Linked DNA regions of Sus scrofa: all the other regions are linked to region 3. Evidence: chromatin contacts called from public Hi-C and HiChIP or PLAC-seq data. All regions are on one chromosome and are shown on one strand. The core of a region is the stretch at or near the end of the contact, and the rest is flanking DNA. Distances in the headings are between cores, read along the strand shown. Region 1 overlaps LRCH1 (leucine-rich repeat and calponin homology domain-containing protein 1). Region 2 holds the start of RUBCNL (protein RUBCNL-like). Region 3 holds the start of LRCH1 (leucine-rich repeat and calponin homology domain-containing protein 1). Region 4 overlaps LRCH1 (leucine-rich repeat and calponin homology domain-containing protein 1).

What was found. A called contact is a pair of places that touch in the nucleus more often than the background predicts. HiChIP or PLAC-seq counts read pairs in DNA pulled down with a chosen protein or histone mark.
Region 1: an H3K27ac HiChIP or PLAC-seq map of skeletal muscle shows a contact between it and region 3, with 4 times the contacts expected there. The contact joins the enhancer-like site here to the promoter of LRCH1 in region 3. A contact is called at or near these places in 11 of 47 Hi-C or Micro-C datasets (alveolar macrophages, blood, epiblast stem cells and 6 more) and 2 of 2 datasets of contacts at active chromatin or transcription factors (alveolar macrophages and skeletal muscle).
Region 2: a Hi-C map of mesenteric adipose tissue shows a contact between it and region 3, with 2.5 times the contacts expected there. The contact joins the promoter of RUBCNL here to the promoter of LRCH1 in region 3. A contact is called at or near these places in 2 of 47 Hi-C or Micro-C datasets (heart right ventricle and mesenteric adipose tissue) and 1 of 2 datasets of contacts at active chromatin or transcription factors (alveolar macrophages).
Region 4: an H3K27ac HiChIP or PLAC-seq map of skeletal muscle shows a contact between it and region 3. The contact joins the enhancer-like site here to the promoter of LRCH1 in region 3. A contact is called at or near these places in 9 of 47 Hi-C or Micro-C datasets (alveolar macrophages, blood, embryonic fibroblasts and 5 more) and 2 of 2 datasets of contacts at active chromatin or transcription factors (alveolar macrophages and skeletal muscle).

Annotation. Positions count from the first base shown.
Region 1 is chr11:20,828,484-20,831,457 of Sscrofa11.1, reverse strand. All of the region lies in intron 1 of LRCH1 (leucine-rich repeat and calponin homology domain-containing protein 1), which reads left to right. Among named protein-coding and RNA genes, the nearest start is that of LRCH1, 77 kb to the left of the region's middle. Within about 2 kb of position 1,462, at least 13 of the 83 cell types and tissues checked have an H3K27ac peak or open chromatin away from gene starts, as enhancers often do. A contact at or near this core is called in skeletal muscle, where this site is marked.
Region 2 is chr11:20,994,174-20,996,873 of Sscrofa11.1, reverse strand. RUBCNL (protein RUBCNL-like) reads right to left here and starts at 1,435. Exons shown (of 14, transcript XM_021065589.1): 1 at 877-1,435.
Region 3 is chr11:20,905,267-20,908,236 of Sscrofa11.1, reverse strand. It overlaps LRCH1 (leucine-rich repeat and calponin homology domain-containing protein 1), which reads left to right and starts at 1,666. Exons shown (of 20, transcript XM_013980521.2): 1 at 1,666-2,220. The coding sequence starts at 1,902.
Region 4 is chr11:20,808,396-20,811,325 of Sscrofa11.1, reverse strand. All of the region lies in intron 1 of LRCH1 (leucine-rich repeat and calponin homology domain-containing protein 1), which reads left to right. Among named protein-coding and RNA genes, the nearest start is that of LRCH1, 97 kb to the left of the region's middle. Within about 2 kb of position 1,290, at least 22 of the 83 cell types and tissues checked have an H3K27ac peak or open chromatin away from gene starts, as enhancers often do. A contact at or near this core is called in retroperitoneal adipose tissue, skeletal muscle and subcutaneous adipose tissue, where this site is marked.

The DNA.
Region 1 (2,974 bases), core at 213-2,712, 77 kb after region 3:
GCGGGCGCTGAGAACAGGTGCTGGTCTTGTCTGCCTCGTCCCCCAGAGGCTCCTTCTCTTCCTGTTTTGAGCCGCACGACTCAGGACATCTTGGGATCATTACAGTAGAGCTGTGCTTGAGCACCTTTTCTTGTATTTAACAGCCTTTTCAGCCCCCTTCCCCAGCCCAGACAGAAGGTGTGCCAGTATCATGGCAATACAGTCAGATTTTTCTCCATCTGCATCAGCCCCCCTGTGGGAGGTGCATGGCAGGTACCAAGGTGCGCTTTTCTGCGCATGCTCGCTTAGCGCCTAGTGGCTTCAGGACGGGCTGTGTTTACCCCCCGAGTCTAGCGCGCGGTAGGAATGCCTTGCACGTCGAATGAATGGAGACCAGGCTGACTCTGGAGAGTCCAGCTCTGAGGATAAGTGCCTGGATGCCATGCAAACGAGTTTAGAGCACAAGTTGAGACTTTGTAGGAAACCGTAGAAGATGAACTGAGCGAGAGAATGATGGGCTTTCATGTGCATCCTCAGCAGTTAATTCTCACACATTAGATGCGGGGAGAGGTTGGAGGGAGGCTTTTGACAAAGTCTAGGTGAGCAGCGACGGAGCTCTGCGTTGCTTATTTCCTGCTGCTTGAACTAAATTTCTCGGAAAAGAGAAATCTAATATATGATGTATACAATAAATCTGACATTGTAATACCCTTCATATTATAAAGTTATAGAAAGCCTAGTATAATAAGGGAATACAGGGTGTTAGTAACCATCTTATACTCAGAAAGGATAATATTTTATAAACAGCTGATTTTTTTTACAGTGTCTTATATGATAGTAACGTAGAACCCATCAAGTGGGTAGAGTGTTGCTTTGAGAAGTGTGCATTCATCTCTTGGTCGCTTTGTCCAGTCTCTTCTCTATGCTCTTAGAAGCTAGAAGGACTGAACAGATGGATAAGATACGGGGCTGTTTGGGTTCCAGACACTGGGCTCCCAGCAAACACTGCATTATTCCTCCTTAGATACTAGACATGTGTGTGCAAGGTACGAGTGTAAATCAGTCCTGAGTGACTTGAATTAAGTGGAATTTTCTAACCAAAGTCACTATTTAAAGAAGCCCTGGGATGAAACTTCTGTGAAATAAGCGCACTCTCATTTCTACCCTTGTTCCCCAGGCAGGGTATCCTGTAGCTTCTGTGTGGATTGAATTCTAGTTGGCTTACAACCTGCTTGGCGTGTACCATTAACCAGCTCAGTGACACGGGAGCCCTCCAAAAGAAATAAAACAATCTAGCATTGTACAATCTCGGCTAGTAAATAGATTTTAATTCTCTTCAGCTTGGGTGGGTGTGATTTGCATCTTCCCTAACAGACAAGCGTCTGCAAGTGTTTTGCCTCCAGAAGCTCATTAAAAATCAGTGCAAAGCCTGACAGTGACTCTAACAGCAGGCAATAACTTGCAGCAGCCTTGTAAGTGGATGGCATTTCCAGTATCAGTGACGCTTCCTCATTTGTCTCGAAGCGCCCCATGGAAGTTTAGTCCTGTAAGATTTAATATGATTCCCACAATGCTGATTTTTTAATCAACCCCAGGGGAACTGTGAAAGAACCTACAGAGGGACAACAAAAATCCTCAGATTGTCTATTTATTGAAATTAATTTATGCTCTGAGTTAAGCGAAAAAAAAAAAATTACTTTCAAGTATGAACAGCCGGACAGCCTGCAGAAATTTCCAACAGTGTTCCAGAGCCCTGTGGTAAAGCCGGCGTTTCTGTCGTGCTCCTTTAACACGCCCTTTTATTTTTGTAAAAAACTTTGCAATTCGTAATTTCAGTGAAGCAGCTTTGTTGTTGCGTCATACTGTCCATTGAGCCGAAGCCTTTTGGGAAAACGGCATTTGGAGAGGGACCCAGGGTGTAATAGCTGATCCCGCTGGCACGTGTCCCAGAGTAAGCGGGGCTGGAAGCTTTTAGTGTAGTTAAAAGATGCCGGGCTGTCATTTGCATCCATTGACACTGAGCAAGGAGGTTTCAGCCTGCGATTTATAGTCTGCTTCCCAGGAGAGCAGCTGGGGAAGAGCTGCGAATTCCGTGTGAGCTGGGGACCTGTCATCTGGTGTGCTTAATGCAATTCCACCTCATCTTGGGAGCAGTTTCTGGGACCTGATCATCATAATAATGCATGCTCATGGTGAAAGATAATGCTTGTGGTTATGAGAATGTGCAGAACTGAGTTGGGGCTTGGCATAAAGGTGGCAGTGGGGGGAGAAGGCAGATATTTGATAAATGGATGGTGATGAGGAGAAGGCAAGTGTTTTGGATAAGGAAAGCCACACACATATGATTAAGAGCCTTAACAATATTTATAAAATGATAGCTTTTCAGTACTAGTAAGACAAAGTGGCCCATCTCTGGCTTCCTTTATAAAAATCTACTTCATCCTTGGAGGGTGCCTTTTTGTTGTTTTTGTTCAAAGTCATCCTATCCCTCCAGGGATATGTTTAATTAATCCCATCATCTTCCATTAGTGACTGTGCCAATTTGATCATTCTTTTCCCTTCTGCTGCCCAGCCCCCTTTTCTTGACTCAAAGAATAATTAATGCAACCATGACTCTGTTTCCTCCCCCAGCACATCTTCTGCAGACTGAGTTTATGTAAGATGGTCAGATTTGTGGACATACTAGAACACTCCATTGTCAGAGCCGCCTTTCATTGGTTCTGTTCGCTGGTGTTTGATTTGACTGGCGTGGCGTTTGGAAGTGGTTGTGATCTATGCCGTCATTGGAAAGCACTTTGGGGAGGATCCAGGACCCACCAAACTGATGAGAATGAGCTCACTTGGACAGCCGCTCAGTCTCTCCCCATTCGGGACCCCCACCCCCACCCCCGCTCACAGACATGCGGGCTGTTGTGCTGATAAACCTCCATTTTCAGTGCAATATACTCTTTCATATTTTTCCTTCCCGAGAAGACACAGATGTCTCTTAAAATGG
Region 2 (2,700 bases), core at 186-2,685, 89 kb before region 3:
CTTGTGATCCGGCTCCTGCGTCCCTCCGGATGCTAGCCAAGCACAGAGTCGCCCGCCTACTCCCTTGCAAGTCAACTCCACAAAAATCTGCGACCCGCTGCGACGAGCCCCCCTCCCACCTTCTCCCAGGGACTTGGCACAGCCCAGACTTACCTTGGGGTACCCAGTCTCCGCTCTGCGCACGCCTTTCTCGACCCCCTTTCACCACCCTCCTCTCCAGCGGCCTCTTCCCACTTGAACCCCCAGCCCCGCTCGGCTCACCCAAGTGGTGGAAAGCCAGGTGGGCGCCGCGCGTGGGCTCCTCAGGGGCTCGGGTCGGAGCAGTGCTGTTAGGTCACTACGCCCCCCAGGGGCCGAGAGACGGAGCGAGGAGGGGGAAGAGGCGCCCTGACGCCGCCACCATTTCTCCCCGCACCAAAAAAAAAAAAAAAAAAAAAAAAAAAAAAAAAAAAAAATCCGGGGCTCCGGCTGCAATCCGAGAAACTGCTAAGGAAAGGGAAGCGCCACTCCTGGGCCTGGGGCTCGCTGGGAGACGCTGAGGCGGCGAGCTCCTGGAAGGAACTCGGGCCCCCAGCGCTCCCCCGACCTCGGGCCCCGGGCGACGCGGGCTGACGACAGCCAGAGCAGCTGTGCTCCGCTCTCCCCCGGTTCTCTCCGGAAATCACGCCCTACCCTCTCTGGGGGCCCAGGTGGAAAAGAGCTTTTCGGGATCGAAATGAGATAATCGCAGACCTGGCAGACGTGAATGCCCAACCCCAAAGCCCCAAGCAGCGGTTTAGAGCACCACTGTAACTGCCTGAAATGATGATCTATTTTTGTAATTGGGATTCAAGCCCGCGCTGAAACCAATGGGCCCAGCGTGGACCTGCAACTTACCCGGAGCGAGAGCCGCGTCTTTCTGACCTCAGCCGGCTGCTCCCCGGCCACTGGGAGGGCGCCACTGTCAGCATTCGTCCAACCTAATCGTCACCTCGTCCTCTTGCAGCGAGGGGGTTGGAATCCCATCACAGCTGTGCCGCCGAGAGCGCGCAGATCGCGGTGGAGGCTGGGGAGACGCTGCCAACCAATACAGAAAGTTTTCACAAATAGAAACCTAAGCCCTGACAGTAGGGCTGAGTGCACGGCGACCCTGCCCCCTAGGGAGCTGCAGCGCGCTCTGTCAGCGCCCCTCACGTCTCTTGGGGAAAGAATCTCCCAGTTCCCTGCCCTGGTAACAGCACGCAGATAAGCCCCTCCCGGCTTGCTTAAGGAGAGGCCCTTCTCCGTACAACCCGCATCGCACTGCCTCTGGTCCCTTGGCTTTGTCCTTTGTCACTTCCAGGCCGTGGAAGCACAGTCACAGGTATTTTGGGCTTTATTTGCCAGGTGTGTCTTTGAAACACCCCCTCCTTGCTCCAGCCCGGCATGGAGTAGTTAAGAGCTGCGCACAGTCGCAACTTCTTCACATGAAGACCTAAGTGGGAAGCCAGGGAAAGGCTGTCAATCACCCGCTGACCTTGAGGGCAGCCTGAAGAACGTTGGATGCCTGGTGTTCTGCCTCAGGAATTCAAGTCTGCTGAAGGCTGACTGACATGACATTAAATCACGGGCGTTCCGTGGTGGCCTAGCGACAAAGGATGCCACGGTGTCACTGCTGGGGTTCAGGTTCAATCCCTCTCCCAGAAACTTCCACATGGCACCTGAGTAGTTAAAAAAATAATAATCTGGAGTTCCCGCTGTGAGGCAATGGGATCCGCAGGGGCTTGGGAACGCCTGGATGCAGGTTTCATCTGTGGGCTGGCCCAGTAAGTTAAGGACCCAACGTATTCACAGTTAAGGTTTAGGTTGCAACTGTGGTTTGGATCTGATCCCTGGCCCAAGAATTCCATATGCTGCGGGGTGGAAAAAAATAAACAAACATACAAACTGAATCGAGAAAGAAAAGAGTTTGGGATGTGAGCTAACACTTCCTGAGTCTCTATGTGCCAGGCACTTTCCTTAATTATTTTAAGCAATCCTATCAACATCCGTTAAAACAAGAAATCATTTGTTCTGATTTCACAGGGGAGGGATCTCTGGCTTAGAGAGGTTCCGTTGCTTGTTCAAGGTCACAGGGCTAGGGAGAAGCACAGTCATGCTTTGAAGGCAGATGTATCTAACACGAAACTTTGTGTCCAGTTTCCATCCAACCAGTAGCAAGACACAGAAAAAGAATGAAATGGAGCAGCCAAAGCCAGACCCTTTTTTCAGGAATATTTAAAGAAGGAGAGGAATCAAGAGGAAACTGAGAGAAAAATCTTAAAACAAGGGCAAATGTCATGCAGAGTAAATCAGAGTTTACTAGTCAAAAAAAAAAAAAAAAAAGAGAGAGAGAGAGAGAGACAGGAGTTCCCTGGTAGACTAATGGTTAAGGATTCAGTGCAGTCACTGCTGTGGCTCTAGTTCGGGAACTTCCACATGGCTCTGGCATGGCCAAAAACAAAACCAACAAAAACCAAACTGAGTAGGTGGTAAACATAGCCCAGAGCAAGACAAGCCGTCTTGTAGGGAAACTGGGAGGTTCTGGACCAAGACAGTAAGTTTGGGCAGTTCTTTGGAATTCCCATCGTGGCAAAGCAGAAACGAATCTGACTAGGAACCATGAGATTGCAGTTTCAATCCCTAGCCTCGCTCAGTGGGGTTAAGGATCTGGCATGGCTGTGGCATAGGCTGGCAGCTATA
Region 3 (2,970 bases), core at 417-2,916:
CGCTGAACACTTTCAAAGGAAATTTGAAAATTTTCTGTGTCTTGCTTCTCACTGGCTTTTGGAGAAAAGAATAGTGAGGAAAGGGACTGGTAGGTTGCTTTTTTATAGGTACCCTTTCGTTGTCACCGTCATCATCATCATTTTCAAGCCTGGTTTTTACACATCTAGGAGGCAGAGGGGTCGAAGGCTTTGGTGAGAGAGGGTGTTTGGGGGGAGGATACCAGCAGGTGGCGCTTGTCTCCTCCTTGGAGGTTAGAAAGCTGTAATTCTAGAATCCCACAGGAGTCAAAGCGACTTACTATGCACGCAGTCAATGCCAGTGACATAGATCATGCCAGGCGTTAGGCCCCGCCTCGGGCTCAGGTCATCCTCTTTCTGCAACACCACTTAAAAAAAATGACTCCCCCGCTCCAAGCGTTGAATTATTTTCTCACTCGGCCCTCATCCTCACTTCCCCTAGCTTAAGTCGCTCAAGGGGGCGCTGCTCAAGCCTAGGGTGTAGAGCAAAAAATAAAGGCTCCCTCCCAGGGAGCTGGAGCTGGAACTTTGGGAAAGAGTGGGACTTGATCCATCTGCCAGCTGATCTGCTCTTATGGTGTCAGATGCTCTGTCACCTCTGGTGTTGCAGGCGTTGGTCTGGGCTGAACTGAAATTCGCTTGCAGGCAGATAGATGAGCTCCCATGCCCCGCAGGGGTAAGAAGAGCCCACGCGGGTACCTTGACGATACCAGTGCGCAGGCTTCAACTGTGACTGAGTTACCGGCCAGTTGGGGTCAGGGACTTTCTGACCTCTCCAGCTCCACACAGTTCCAAGCTCAGCCACAGCCAGCCCATCTTTCTCCTGTGCCAGAGGGGTCTGTCTACCATAACGCCACCTTCATTTTGAAAGTCCTTTCTTTCTGTGCCTGTGGTTTTCTGCCATCACTCAGAAAACTTTCTGCCCGGCTGCTATTTGTTTGCAGTGGGGTTCAGCCCGAGTTTACAGGAAGGAGGGCGGCCCTAGAACCTGAAGGCTCCACTTTCGAAACCAGCTCCGTCTCTGACTGCGCGGGTGACCTCAGACTAGTTTCTAAACTTCCCCTGGGGAGTGGAGAAGGCGGTTTTTCTGCTCGTGGGGTCCCTGGATTAATTGAGATCATTCCTGTAGACGACTTAGATCAGCGTCTGGCTCATTGGCGGTGCCCACCTGCCAAGGGTCCTCCGTTGGCCAGACCCCCCCACGGTGAAAAACTGCCTTCCCTGTGGGTCAAAGAACAAGAAAAATGTGCAGACTTGAGATAACTTCACCTCCCCGTGATCTCACTGTATTTCACATCCCATCTATTGGCTCGCCACTGTCTTCTCAGATCCCCTAAAACCTCTGCTTCCGTAAAGCCCTCTAAGGGGCAAAAAGAGCCCCAGAGGGACGTTCGGCATTTGAATGAAAGTGACCCCTGGGCAGGCGTCCAGCCCCGCCCCCCCGCCCGCCCCGCCCCGCCCCGCGTTCAGAGAGAAGGGCCCGGCGGCGCGCGGCGGAGGAGGGCTCGGGGCTGGGCTGGCCGCTCGCGGGAAGGAGGAGGAGAGAGCGGGCGGCGGAGGAGGGGAGCGCGCCGAGAGGAGGGAGCAGGGGCGGGAGGAGACACATGCGCGCTGCCTGCTGCCGCCGCCGCCGCCGCCGCTGCCGCCGCCGCAGTCCTTAGCTTCCCGGGGACAGGAAACCTTCGAGACCAAGCTGCCGCTGCCGCTGCCGCCTCCCCGTCTGCTCCTCGTACCGCGCGCCTGCCACACCCTCCTCCCGCTCTTGCAGCATCTTTCGGTGGAGCCCTGCAGGAACTCGGCCCGGGCAGCTGTCTCCCTTTCCCGGGTAAAGCTGTGACCCCCCCGCAGGAGCGGCGGGGCGGGGTGGGGGGGCCCGGGAGAAGATGGCGACGCCGGGAAGCGAACCCCAACCTTTCGTCCCTGCCCTTTCGGTGGCTCCTCTGCACCCACATCATCATCCCCACCACCACCACCACCACCAGCAGCAGCAGCTCCACGGAGGAACCGGAGCCAGCGGCGGGCCCGGGGGAGGCGGCGGCGGCGGAGGCAGCGGGGGCTTCAACTTGCCCTTGAACCGGGGGCTGGAGCGCGCGCTGGAGGAAGCGGCCAACTCCGGGGGATTGAACCTCAGTGCCAGGAAACTGAAGGAATTTCCCAGGACTGCGGCCCCCGCGCACGACCTCTCGGACACGGTGCAGGCAGGTGAGAGAGGGCCGTGGGCGGGCAGTGGGTGTGGGTGGCTGGTTGTCGTGCCTTCCCGGACGCGGTGGCCGGTCTGAGATCTGGCCTTGCTGGGGGTCCAGCGGCCCGTGCTCTCCCGAGGAAGGGAGCCGCGGGGGCGATCCCGCTGTGCGGCGCCGAGAGAGCGGGACTGCTCCCCGCCGCAGCGCCCACGAGCGCGGGGGTCTGCGGCTCCGCACCCGGCGGCGGCCGCTCGGGGGATGCGGCAGCCAGGCTGGGACCTGCGGGCGCGCCCCGTGCGCGCCGTGGATGTGGGAGGTTTTCGCCCGCCGCAGCTGCTTCCTGGGCCCCGCGTGGGGTCTGAGGACCCGTCCGCGGTGTCTGCACCTCCGTCCCGGGCAACTCCGCTTTACTGGGAGGCGTCGCGGCTCTTGATGGGGAACCCCAGACAAAGGTGGCGCGGCCTCCGCCGACTGGAGGGCACCGGCTCGGTGCCTCGAGACCCTCTCGGCGGCCTCGCGCAGCGATCGGGCAACTTGGTGCCGCCTGCGAGGAGGTGCCGAGGCTCCCCCTTCCTGCGCCTGTGCGAGGAAGGAGCGGCGGCGGTGGTCGGGAAGCCGAATCGCGGCCACTTGGCAAGGCGGTTGGCTGCCTAGTGCCTTGCCTCTAGCTAACCGCCCACGCGGCTTGGTTTCTGCCACCGAGGCTACCTAGTTCTCAGTAACCCAATCTTTGCGGGGGCCCTGGAGAGGACGGCCTGGCATGTTTTAA
Region 4 (2,930 bases), core at 41-2,540, 97 kb after region 3:
TGGGCTTAATAGGTATCAGCTGCTAATAAAATCACTGGGCCAAGAGTCTAATCTGTCATTGTATCCTTTTTGGCATTTACCAAAAATAATTTCTCTTTCTTACTTCCTTCAGCCTGGGAAGGGTAACCTTCAAACCAACTGAGAGATTGTTCACTCATAATACGCAGTTGGCTTTTTTTCTTCTTTTATCTCTGATTTCTTGTTTTATCATGAAACATGTGTATGTGTGGTTGCTTCATGCACTTGTCAGCTAGATTTTTAAGCTCCTTCCCAGCCCAGGCCTTTTTTTCTTGCCAGAAATTCTGTATTCGGAACCCAGCATTAGCTAACATAATGATAGAGACTATTCTTGGAGTCCTTTCCTCTGTGCCCGGTGCCGCTCTGAGGTCTTTATATGTATCATCTCATTTAATCCTTCCAATAATTCAGAGCGGCCAGTACTATTATTATTCCCGTATTGTAGGTGAAGAGACGGAAGCATAGAGAAATTAAGTAATTGTTTCCAAATCCACACACTAAGAGGTGGGATCAGGATTTGAACTCAGGCTGTCTGCCCGAAGAACCGGCTTTCCTACCACATGCGTTCAGTTCATTCAGTGAATATTTATTAAGCTCTTACTGTATACCAGGGAACAGTGCAAAGATCTCAATCTTCATGGAACTTAACATTCTAGTAGAGTGAGAAAGTTCACCAAAATATGTGAATAAATTGTATGCCTTGTTAGAAGGCTACCCAAGTGCTAAGACAGAAAAATGTCGAGCAGAGGAAGGCAGTGAAGAGGGTATGTTGACACTTTAGATAATCAGGGAAGACTTCCATGGTTCAGGCTGAGGATTTTTTTTTTTTTTTTTTTTTTTTTTGGTCATTTTAGGGCCACACCCCTGGCCTATGGAGGTTCCCAGGCTAGGGGTCGAATCAGAGCTGTAGCTGCTGGCCTGCACCACAGTCACAGCAAGTCAGGATCCAAGCCCCATCTGCGACCTACACCACAGCTCACCAGATCCTTAACCCGCTGAGCAAGGCCAGGGATCAAACCTGCGTCCTCATGGATGCTCGTTAGATTGGTTTCCGCTGGCTGAGCCACAGCGGGAGCTCCAGGCAGAGGAATTCTTTAACAAATCTCTTCGGTTGGACAGCATTTTTTGGTTGTTGGATCTCTCTGAGATGTAGCCTGAGATCTTAAGTGACTCACTCAAAATTTTTATGAAAATCTGCTCATCAGTTCTGCTTGTTTAACCCTGCAAGCGTCTGGTGGTTGTATCTCCACAGAGTCAAGGATGACTCAGCCCGTGGGCTCGCTTCACTGCCTGGAGCAGAGTCCCTCGTTCCAGCGCCTTTCCGAATGTGCGGGAGTCCTGGGAGCGCCCTGCGGGTGCTGAATCACGGGGCGGGTGGGGTGTCTGTGCCGAAGGAGGAGTGGGGGCAGTGAGGAGCAGTCAGAAACCCGGGACATTGTGGAGGGGTCCCCTTTAGAAGGACATTGCTGAGATTCTTCCAGCAGGACCCCTGCCTTCCTAGGGGAAGAGGGATGTGGCTTGTCCAGGTAGAGCAGGTGGCCCCCAACCATCCTTCCATCCAAAGATTCTCTCTCAGCAGCGGTCCCTGGAGGGACCAAGCAGGAGGGGAGGAGGTGGCCTGGCACAGAGGGTCCCCCTTCACTATCAGGAAGACAGCGGGTCCCCTAGGCTTGTCTGTGGGTCGGGGGTTTGGATTTCTCTGTGAAGGACACACATTTCACCCAGTTATTGAGACATCACAATTAGTGTTTATCTTCTAAAATTAAATGTCCGTGATAACATGTTTACCCTCCAGCTCAAAAAATGGATCATTGGGTCCTTCCGGCCCTGGGCATGATTCACTGCCAATGATGAGGCCTTTTCTTCCGACCAGAAAGCAAGACGTTGCAAACGAGGTTCCCAGCTGCCCCTGGTGGCCGGGAGCTCAGGATGTTGTTGCTGGAGAACCGGGGCCTCCAGTTCCTCCCGAGGCACCACTTTCCTTTTTTATACAAAAACAACGTCGTGCCTCCGAGGGTGCTGACTGCACACCAGATTCCATTGACTGTTTTTCTACCCTCCTCTGCTTATTTTTATTCATCTGGCTACTTTATTTTAGGGCTTTGCGAAGCTTGTTTTGGCCGGGGCGAAACTTATTGTTTTATTTCTGGCCGCTCGGCTCGCCCGTGAACGCTTCAGTGAAGAAGCGGCAGCAGGGAGGGTGCGGTTCTGGGGTTTGGATTTGCTGCTGGGGGTTCGATCCCCAGGGCCGCGTGAGCCCCCCGGGGATGTTTCCAGCCAGGAGGACCCCATCCAGCTCGGGTGGCAACCACGTACCCAAGACACAGGCTCTGCTTGCCGGAGAAAATATTACGACCTGGTCAGAGATGACTGACTTTTAGTCCAGAGCTGTGATAGGGGATCATTCATGCCTCCTGACCCGGCACCCGAAATGACTCTGTTGATTTTTTAAAAAATTAGAGATAGCCACAGAACAATTGAGCTTCCCTAGCTGTCATCCTCCCAGGCTGAATCAGCAATGGTTCAGGGCTTTGGTGGCCTACGTACTGGTTTAGTTCTTGTGTTTACCACCTGACTAGCTCTGGGTCCTCAGGCAAATTACCTAACCTCTCTGGGCCTCAATGTCTACACATAATGGGGAGCTTTAATAAGAGCACCTGCCTCTCTGTTATGGTGAAGATACAATGAGGGAAGAATCTAATTTTCTATGACACAGCCAACTGATAATATGTAAAATGGCACTGCAGCTCGGAATTTTGTTGCTCTGATTGTATCAGAAGCTAGTTGAGTTGTAACTTAGAGTAAGAATCTAATCATCTGATCATGCAGTGATGAACTCCAGAGTGAGGCAGATTTTCTTTCCAGAGTGAGACCCCTCCTGGGCCCAGCCACCTGCTCCTGGGAGAGCGCCA